Regions from separate parts of the Rattus norvegicus genome. Here region 1 is linked to region 2. The links are chromatin contacts, called in public Hi-C maps. All regions are on one chromosome and are shown on one strand. Each heading gives the region's core, a stretch centred on a gene start, on an enhancer-like site or on the middle of the called end of the contact. The rest is flanking DNA. Distances are from core to core; before and after follow the strand shown. Region 1 holds the start of Sos2 (SOS Ras/Rho guanine nucleotide exchange factor 2). Region 2 holds the start of Nemf (nuclear export mediator factor).

Region 1 (4,775 bases), core at 212-2,711, 320 kb after region 2:
AAATTCTGAAAAATACAATGGAAATGTTTTTACCATTAGAGTGGGCTTGCCTTTCCATTCCTAGACATGTACGATGAATTATTTTTCAAGTGCAGTTGTTGTTGTTGTTGTTCTTCTTCTTCTTCTTCGTGGTTGTGGTGGTAGTGGTGGTGGTGTTGGGGTGGTGATGGTGTGTCTCGGTCTTGTCTCTTTGAGTGTGTGTTTGTGTGTGTGTGATCTGTGCGTTAGTGGTTTGTGTATAGTGTGTGTGATCTGTGTGTTAGTGTGTGTGTGTGTGGTGAGAGTCCTGCATGAAGGCTGGGCGGACTTTGCAGACTCAGCTCTTCCCATCACCTTTATGTGGATTCCAGGACTGAAATTCAAGCCATCAAGTCTGTGTTGCTGAATGGCAAATCACCCGTTCCCTAATGAGGTTATCGTTGGCCAAGGATTAAAGGACGATAAATGAATGAATAAGTAAGTACATTCTTGTTTATTTTTCAGAAAAGGAAAAGTTACAGGGAGAAGCCCATGTTCAAGAAGTATGACCACTCACCGTGAGCCCATGCAGTTTTCAAATCTACAAGTCCATCTTACAAAAAGAATTTAACAGCAACAAAAAAGCATTGCATAATTACCTAACTTCATGTAAGACTAGCACCAACCAGGAGACACACACCCTAGCAGTGTATCTAATTTTCAAACACTGATTTGCATGAGCTGCCCCTCCCCATTGTCCCTTAACAGTGATTATTACAAGTTCTCATCGATGTGAAGAAACTGACCACATTTTGTGAGGCAATCCTCGTATTCAGGTAAGACTTCTTCAGGAAATGGAGAGGCGCTTTAGATTCACCTCAAGTGCTGGAAAACGAATACTATGACTCACTGACACTTCACACATGTGAAACACACATTCATATTAGCAAAAACAGCATTGCCTCAACAAGCAAATGGGCAACCGTGGCAAGCAAACCGCCCGAGGCGAACACCCCCAAAGAACTCAATTCAAAGTAGTCACTCGGTCCGAAATCGTGCATTTGTTTTAGAAACTAAAAACCAGCGGGACTTTGTCTTGCCAGAACCCAGCCTGAGGACAACACATTGGTCAACGGCGGAAGTTGCCTGACGAAATGACTGTAAGATGAAATCCAGTTTTATGATCATAACAAAACCTTCCTTCCGGGACCAGGCCAAAAAAGAAAGTTGAGAAAACGTCCTTCGGGATGCAACAGGCAATGAGGAGCACCGGACTCCCGGCCTGAGAAGGCTGGGTCCCGGCACCCGTGCGAGCGCGAGCCGTGCTCCCTGTTCTCCCCGTTACAAGTTGTGCGAGCTCCCGGCCCGGCCCCCCAGCCCGTCGCCCCGCGGCACCTCCCTCGGCCCCAGCACTGACCTTCCGCAGGGCCGGGACCAACAGTCCCCGCCATTTCGGGCTGTTCTCTTCGCTGAAGAACTCGTAGGGCTGCGGCGCCTGCTGCATGGCCCCGGCCGCAGCGCCTCCGCATCGGAGGCTGGGCCGGTGGCCTGACAGGCAGGACGCAGGCCGCCTCGCCTCGCCTCGCCCGGGCCGCCGCCTCCCGCCCGGGCCGCAGCTCCGGCCGAGCGCTCGGGGGCGGCGCCGGCGGGCGGGCGGGCGGGCGATCGCCGAGGCTTGGCGGCCCCGCAGCCCCGAGGAAGCGCGGCGGCCCGAGGCGCCCTGCTATCCCCACGGCGCCTGCCCGCTCGTCTGGTGGCTCCTCCTCCTTTGTCTGGGTGCGCAGCGCGGGGCAACGCCGGCCTCGCCCCCGCCCCGACTCCCGCTACGGCCGCGGCGGGCAGACAGCGGCGGCCCGCAGCGTCCTCATCGCCTCCCCCGCCCTCCGCGCAGCCGACGCCGCCGGGCCGGGCCCGCCCGAGTCACCTCCAGAGGGCCCTCGGGGCCGAGTGGGCGCGCGTGTCCGGCGTGCACGGCGCTGGCCGCCCCTCCAGCCCCGCGGGCCGCCGCCGAGCGCCGGGTCCCTGCAGCGGCTGCTCGGCTGGGCCCGGCGCTCGCTCTCCCGAGTCTCGGGAGAAGACCAGCACCGAGCATGCGCGCCGCCGAGCGGGCCCAGGCGCCGGGTGCGGGGCCCGGGGGCCGGGAGGGTAATCGGTCTCTCCTGGGAACGTGCGCCGGGGCGGGGCGGCTGTTCCAGACACACTCGGCGGCGGCGTCTGAGTCCCGGCAGACAAACCTGATTCGTGCAGCCCTAGGGGACCCAGGAGCCGTGACTGCAGCTCTGGAAGGCAGAACACGGATGTGGGGAGAAAAGGACATTTGGGCTGATAGGATATTTATTTAACGTGTGCTCTATGTGGCTCCGTTGTATATTTAGGTGATAGTGGCTATTTCATAAAGTCACGTTGTGGGATCGTGGGAAGCGCTTAGCGCCCAGGGCCAAACGACTTCAGTTCGACTTATTTCACCTAAGATCCCTGTGTTAAGAAAAAGAAAAGGCATCCAAAACCTTTCAGATAATGTGCTTTGGTTAATCGTGTTCTTCAAATCCTTTCTACTTAAGGGTTTACAGAACCTGGATCCTGCTATACAGACATACTAATTAGCATCAAATAGAGTTCCTCTGACCCTATGCTTTTTTGAGTTGAAGGGGCATGAACTCTGGAAACTTTTTCACTAGCCCAAATTTCATCCCACTAAAATTGCTGAACAAATTGCTCCCAACGGGCTGTAAAAACAGTCATGCACCCAGCCACCAGCAGTGAGGTAGGGAACAAAAGGACAGAGTAAAGGATAACTGTGCAGTAATTTCAGTTCCAGAATCAGTGGGTGAACACTGTTCTCCCCCAAACACAACACCATTTTGTCTTCACAAAGAATGGCAGACCGAATAATTAAAGAGATCGCAGGTTTCTGGAGGGGGGTTGTTTTGTTTTTGTTTTTGTTTTTCTTTTCTTTTTTAAATCTAAGTATCCACTGGGTCAAAAAATATGTCCTATGAGGCTGTCGAGGAAAAGGTACCTGCTTCACAAGGCTGACACCCTGAGTTCCACCCTTGGAACCCACGTGAAGGAGAAAAGAACCAGCTCCACAAGGTTGTTCCCTGACCTCTACATCTGAAATGTGGCATGTGTGTGTCGTCGCACGCACGCGTACACAATAATACTAAAGTTGTTGAAATGTCTCTAATAAATGGTCATGTTCATAGTCCTATGTACTAAATATACTCTGGTTTATAGAAAGTCCTTAATTCTCCCACAGTTTTCAGACCCCAGCTATAAAACACAAAGCTGTCAAATTATCAGACTGCGATTGTATTTTCTCATAGGAAAGTCATTGGTGGGAAGTTTCATTCTTTGGCAAAGGATATTGGGAGATTCCCCTGGGCTTAATCTGGCCTGAAGATGTATTTGTTTCGCCAAGCCAGTATTAAGAATGTTTAATTGGTATTACCATTTTAAAATCAATAGCTTTTTTTTTTTTTTCTATTTCCAGCGTCTCTTGACAAAGATCTGGCAGCGCCGTGGCCTACTGCATCTATGCAAAGAAATGAGCAGGCAGTACGAAGACCGCCCTCTTTCTAAAAGTGTGCCACCCATTTCCAGTTGGCTGTGCTCCCGATGTGGCCCTGTTCCTCCTTTGTGTAACCTGTCTCTACAGGCATCTGCCCTGGGATCTCCAGGCTAGCAAACAGAAATGGGATCCCCATGATATGAAGGGTCCAAGAATGACACCAGAGAAGTTTCTCAGCCGTACAAGTGGCCATTTAAAGACCAACAAAAACTGTTGAATCCATATCTCATACTCAGGCAGAAATGCCTAATAGGTCAAAGATTTACATGTATTAAAAGGGGGGAATGGCCTGGGGGGGGGATGATTTTTACATGTCACAAAAATCTAGACTGATATACTGGTATTTTTTAATACCTTTGGGGGAAAACCCACAAGCCAATCTAAAAGGCAATAACAAGCTAGAAAAAACACAACTGCAGCAATTCAGTTTTTGAATTAATTTCCCTATCTATAGATGTGACCCTGCAAATTAGTAGAATTAAGCCTCAAGGGGAAAAAATGAGGGAAAAACAGACTGAAAAAGTTATCTCCTCACATACAAAAAGGGAATGTGTATCTCTTAAAAATAAATAGTAAATTTCATTCATATAAAGAGAAATACAAACTTATACTGGTACCAATTTGCACCTGTTAGATCAGAAAGCTACTATGATAATGAAGATATGAGGAAAGAGGAATTCACTGTTTCAGCTTCTAATAAAGGGCAAACTACATGACATCTATCAAAGCTTCAAAGGTACATAACTATGGACCTAGCAAATTCCAGAAATACGTCCTGGAGACATACTTGCTTGTGAGTGAGATCACTAAGGGACAGGGTTATCCACTGCAACATTGTTGCAGTCCCCCCCTCCCCCGTTTTATTTAACGTTAGGAATATAGTATTGTTTTAATCAATGATGGCAAGTCAGTATAGTCATACAGTTATCGATTTTAAAGATCTGTTTTTATTTTGTGTATATGAGTGTTTTGCCTATAAATATGCATGTGTACCATGCGCTAGCCTGGCGCCCATAGAGTCTCAAAAGAACTCTGAATTCCCTGGAACTGGAGGTAAGGATTGTTGTGAACCACTATGTTGGTGCTGGGAACCAAACCTGCGCCCTCTGCGGAGCCGTAAGCACTCTAACCTCAACTGCTGGGCAGTTCCTCTAGCCTCCCGAGTCCTTTCGTTTTGCTTAGTAATGAGACAAACGAAAAGCAGGCTTCTGTAAAACATTCTTCAAGATGCGTCTCAAAAAACACT
Region 2 (4,621 bases), core at 1,975-4,474:
GAATTTTCCATTAGATCCAACTTTTGAAGCTAAGTTACAGGTGGTTTTCAGCCATTAACGTGGGTGCTGGGGACTGAACTTAGGTCTTTTGCAAAAGCAAGCGCCCCCAACCACTGAAAATCTCTCCAGCTCCAAGTCTAAATTCACTTCTAAACAAAAATGGTTTCTTTATAAAAGACAAAAAGAACTTGAAAAATTACTTAGATTTAAAAAAAAATAATGGGGGTTGGGGATTTGGCTCAGTGGTAGAGCGCTTGCCTAGCAAGCGCAAGGCCCTGGGTTTGGTCCCCAGCTCTGGGGAAAAAAAAAAAAAATGAAGATTCCAGAAATCTAAACTAGGCAAAAAAATTTTTTACACCTGATTGGCTTTTTTTTTTTTTTAAGAGCAAAGTCTTACTTTATAGCCATGGCTGGCCTTGAACTAAAGAAACCCAACTGCCTCTGCCTCACAGTGTGCACCACCATGGCCAGCTGATCAGCATTTCATGAGGGTCATGTGAAAGGTATTTTCTAATCACCCACCATACCAAATACCCTTAAGAGTTATGACAATAAGCCAGGCATGGTGGCGCATGCCTTTAATACTAGCACTAGGTAGGCAGAGGCAGGCGGATCTCTGTGAGGTCAAGGCCAGCCTGGTCTATGGAGTGAGTACCAGGACAGTCAGGGCTACAGAAACAAACAAACAACAACAACAAAGAGATAGACAAGGATTAGCAAAGATGCAGGATTATAAGAACTCTTAACATCATCAATTAAAAAGACACTGTGTTACAGAACATGATGAACTAAACCTAGCACTGAATGACAGGAGTGGAAAACAAATAGGGTATACGATTCTGCTTCTTTATCTCTCAACTTCACTTACCCTGTCATAGAGCTCAATGATTAAGTGATAAGCAGCTTCATCACTTCCAAATTGGAAATCCACAATTCTATCCACACCAAGCTGTTTTGCACTGACTAATCTCCGACTTTTCAAATGCTTTCGACACTAGAAAGAAACAGAAAAGGCATTTGTACAATAAAAGTAAATTCCTAACCAGATGGTACTAGTTTATAAAATTATCTTTATGCTATCAAGAGTATTTAAATGGTAAATAAAACAGTATGATCACAGAACAAAAGCTTATGATAGTCAGAGAAAGTTTTTTAAAACTTGTTTACGTGTTTATTTGAGGTGTGTGGTAAAACATGCAAGCCACACTATGCATGTAGAGGTCAGTCAAGTTTCATGAATTGGTTCTTTCCATTCACGATGTGAATTCCAGGGATCAAACTCGGTAACTTTTGTCCACCGAGTCATCTTGGCAGGTCCCAGTGGGTGGGAAAACCCTTAAGCCTTTATTCTAGTAACTTCTAACTGAAATAGTTATTTTTGTGCTCTACTTTTTAGATAATAGCAAATATGAGAACTAGAGCATCCACTGATTTATCATACCGCAAACCCCTTATCATTTAAGAAGACAAACATACTTAACTCGTAAGAGTGCCAAGAGTTTGCTGTTTTTGTTTACTATTTTTTAAGGCAAAATGTCACTCAGTAGCCCAGGCTAACCTTCCTACCTCTGTTCCCTGAATGTTGGTGTGTTACAGGTATGAACTAGCAGACCCAGATCAACATTCTTTCAGAAGAGTGACAGACACATGATGGCAAAGTACTGCCAATCCTAGCACAAGAAGGAAGGTCATCCTAAATTTGAGGCCCGTCTGCTCTATGCTCTATATCAAGTCCCAAGCCACACTCCTTTAGCTCTGACACTAAGAAGGCAAAGGTAGGCCCATCTCTGAGTTTGAGGCCAACATGGTCTACAGAGAGAGTTCTGGTACAGACAAGGCTATACACGCAAACTGTTTCAAATAACAACAAAAGGGCAAGTTCCAGGCCAGCAGATAGGGTACATAGATCAAGTCTGAGGAATAAAGTTGGATCTTACCCCTGACCCCTCATCTCACATCAGAACTGACTCCCCATAGGTTGTCTTTTGACATTCACTTGAGAGCCCCAAGTTTTGCCTGTATGTTGTTTCCACCTATGCTCACGCACGCATGCACGCACACGGACACACACACACACACGATAAGTAAATAAATGGAGTTTTAAAAATTACCTCCAAACTTAAAATTTACCTTCATAGCAAAACTAGACGGCATCATGTTCTTAGGCCACTCAAATTCTGTTGTGTGAATTCGTATACCAGATTCAAGTAACAGTGTAGCTTTAAAATCAGGTCTGTTCAAGAGAAAGTCAAATTTTTCTTTAGGGAATTTGCCAAAATTTATTCTCTAAATTAAAAAAAAAAAACCCAAAATGCTGGTTATTAAAAAAAAAACAAGAATGTCATATTTATTTACCAAAAGTAGTCCTATAAAATATTCTTACTTTTGAAGCCGAATAAGATACGTCTTGTTATCCACATCATAAACGTTGTTTACTCTCATTCCTAGCAAGCTGCAAAAACGAAACATATAATAAATCATACTCTTGGTTGAAGCAAAACTTTCCGTCATTTATTGGGGTTGCAGGAGAGGAACTCTTCAGCCAGGATATCACCATCGCCTATGAAGGTTATCCTCAAATTAACTGTAGACTTTAAGCCACAATAGTGACCTATGGTCTCAGGAACACTAGACAACTGCCTTCATCTGAAACGGCCCAGTATTTTGGGGGTAAATACAGTAAAATTTAATCTGATTTATTAGGAGCGGTGGGAGTAACCTAGTCCCCGAAAACGACACAAGGTTCACACAGCTGAATAGGATTCAAGTCCAAAACACAGGTCCAAATCTGCCTATTTCAGCTGAAAGGCCCTGCTACCTCTCCTTAGGAAGAAGGATGGGAATTCTGAAGAATTCCCACCAGTCCGGAGCAATGACCATCACTCCCGTTCTACCAAGCGTTCGCTGTGAGATCTCTCGGAACCAGAGCTAAGGAGAGACAGCGTACGGACACGCGTCTCCGGAGGTCTCCCGAGGGCACTGGCTCGGAGCTCGGCCCCCAGGCCTAGCGAATCCCCGGGGCACTGGGAAGACCGTGAGGCTCTCCGGTCCGTCTCGCGACCACCGGGTGCCGGGCCTCCACTCCCTGCTCTCCTAGCACGAGCCTGTTCACCCCCACCACCATACTTCGCATTCAGTTCCGCGAGCACCGCGCGGAGGTCAACAGTGCTGAAGCGGGTCTTCATGGCTAGGGTGCGCGTCGCTACCGCAGTCCTCTCCTAGGCTGCCCCGACGCAGAACTGCTAGGCTTCTGCGCACGCGCACTTGACTTAAATCTACGGCAGCCCAGGAGACCCATTATTTCTTAAAGCAAAAGTGCGTCATTTAACCGATTTTTTTTTTTTTTTGTAAAATCATAATCAATTCGTTTTTCACTGTGTTAAAACAACTCGACATAGAACTATCTACTTTTTTGAAACTGCGTCTTTCCCTTGAACACTGACCAGGTTAATCCCGTCCCCTTGTCCTCTTGTGTTTGGGAATTAAAGCCGGTCTCCACAGTGACCCTATAGGTCATTAACCATTTTGAAGCGAATAGGAGAATTTCCCCAGGAGGGCGCTAGCGCTCGGGATGAAAGTGCAAGGGCGCTTTCTAAACCCGGATTTGAGATCAGACAAAACCCAAAGGTTTGTTTTTCCTCACTCTGACAAGCCGTAGAGATGGGTTCCTATTTTGATGGGCACTACTGTCCGGCATACTGTAGAATTCTCACTCAAGTTGAACATGGTGGGTGCTATACAGCTCGTGTGTCATAAATTCTTGGCACCTCAAATAGTAAAGAAGTTCGCTAAGTAAAGATGTCAGATAAAAATATAGTGAGAGTTCCCATGGGAGGAGAAAAATTATTCCTCCCACATATCCCGGCGTTCTCTGAACCTCTCTTTCTTCTAGTTGTGCATGCTACCAATTCATAAATTGTTCAGGTTATTAATTCATCTAAATTTTTCTTTTTAAAAGTTCTATTATTAGTGATAAACAATTTTAATAGTTTTGGACAGTGGATGGTGTGTGTGTGTGTGTGTGTGTGTGTGTGTGTGTGTGTGTGTGGTCGTAATGGTCATTTTTGAGATAGGGTCTTGCTATATAGCCCAAGATGCCTTAGAACTCTGAATTCTCCTGCCTCTACTTTTCGAGTGTTGAAATTACCTACACACTTAGCAACTTGAGCAATTTTTAAATGAGTGAAACATTTATTTAAAAGTTTAAAGTCATAAGCATTCATATGTAAGTTCTTAGAATGGGTGACCAAAAAAGCAAAAGCAAGCAGAAAAAGTGTCAAATTAGTATATTTAAATACATAAGGAATTTTGTAATTATTATTCTGGGTTTTTTGTTTTGTTTTGTTTTGTTTTTTGAGACAGGGCATACTACATAGTCAAGGCTAGTTAAACTCAACCTTTAACGCAGGCTGTCCTCAGACTCCCTCTCATCCCAGCCTCGTTGGTGTTAGAATTATAGGTACATACTATCATGCCCAGATCATGAACCTTTAACATTGGCAAATGTCTTAATCTATTTTCTATTGCTGTAACAAAACACCAAAGGTTAAATGATGTATATAGTTCACAGTTTTACAAGCTGGAATTCTGAAGTTGAATAGCCACAATTATTTCAACCTAA

The links. A called contact is a pair of places that touch in the nucleus more often than the background predicts.
Region 1: a Hi-C map of mammary epithelial cells shows a contact between it and region 2, with 2.5 times the contacts expected there. The contact joins the promoter of Sos2 here to the promoter of Nemf in region 2. A contact is called at or near these places in 3 of 12 Hi-C or Micro-C datasets (frontal cortex, hepatocytes and mammary epithelial cells) and 1 of 1 datasets of contacts at active chromatin or transcription factors (oligodendrocytes).

What each region holds. Positions count from the first base shown.
Region 1 is chr6:93,890,528-93,895,302 of GRCr8, forward strand. Sos2 (SOS Ras/Rho guanine nucleotide exchange factor 2) reads right to left here and starts at 1,462. Exons shown (of 23, transcript NM_001135561.1): 1 at 1,376-1,462. The coding sequence starts at 1,462.
Region 2 is chr6:93,568,639-93,573,259 of GRCr8, forward strand. Nemf (nuclear export mediator factor) reads right to left here and starts at 3,225. Exons shown (of 33, transcript NM_001170586.2): 1 at 3,127-3,225; 2 at 2,384-2,452; 3 at 2,131-2,233; 4 at 869-994. The coding sequence starts at 3,185.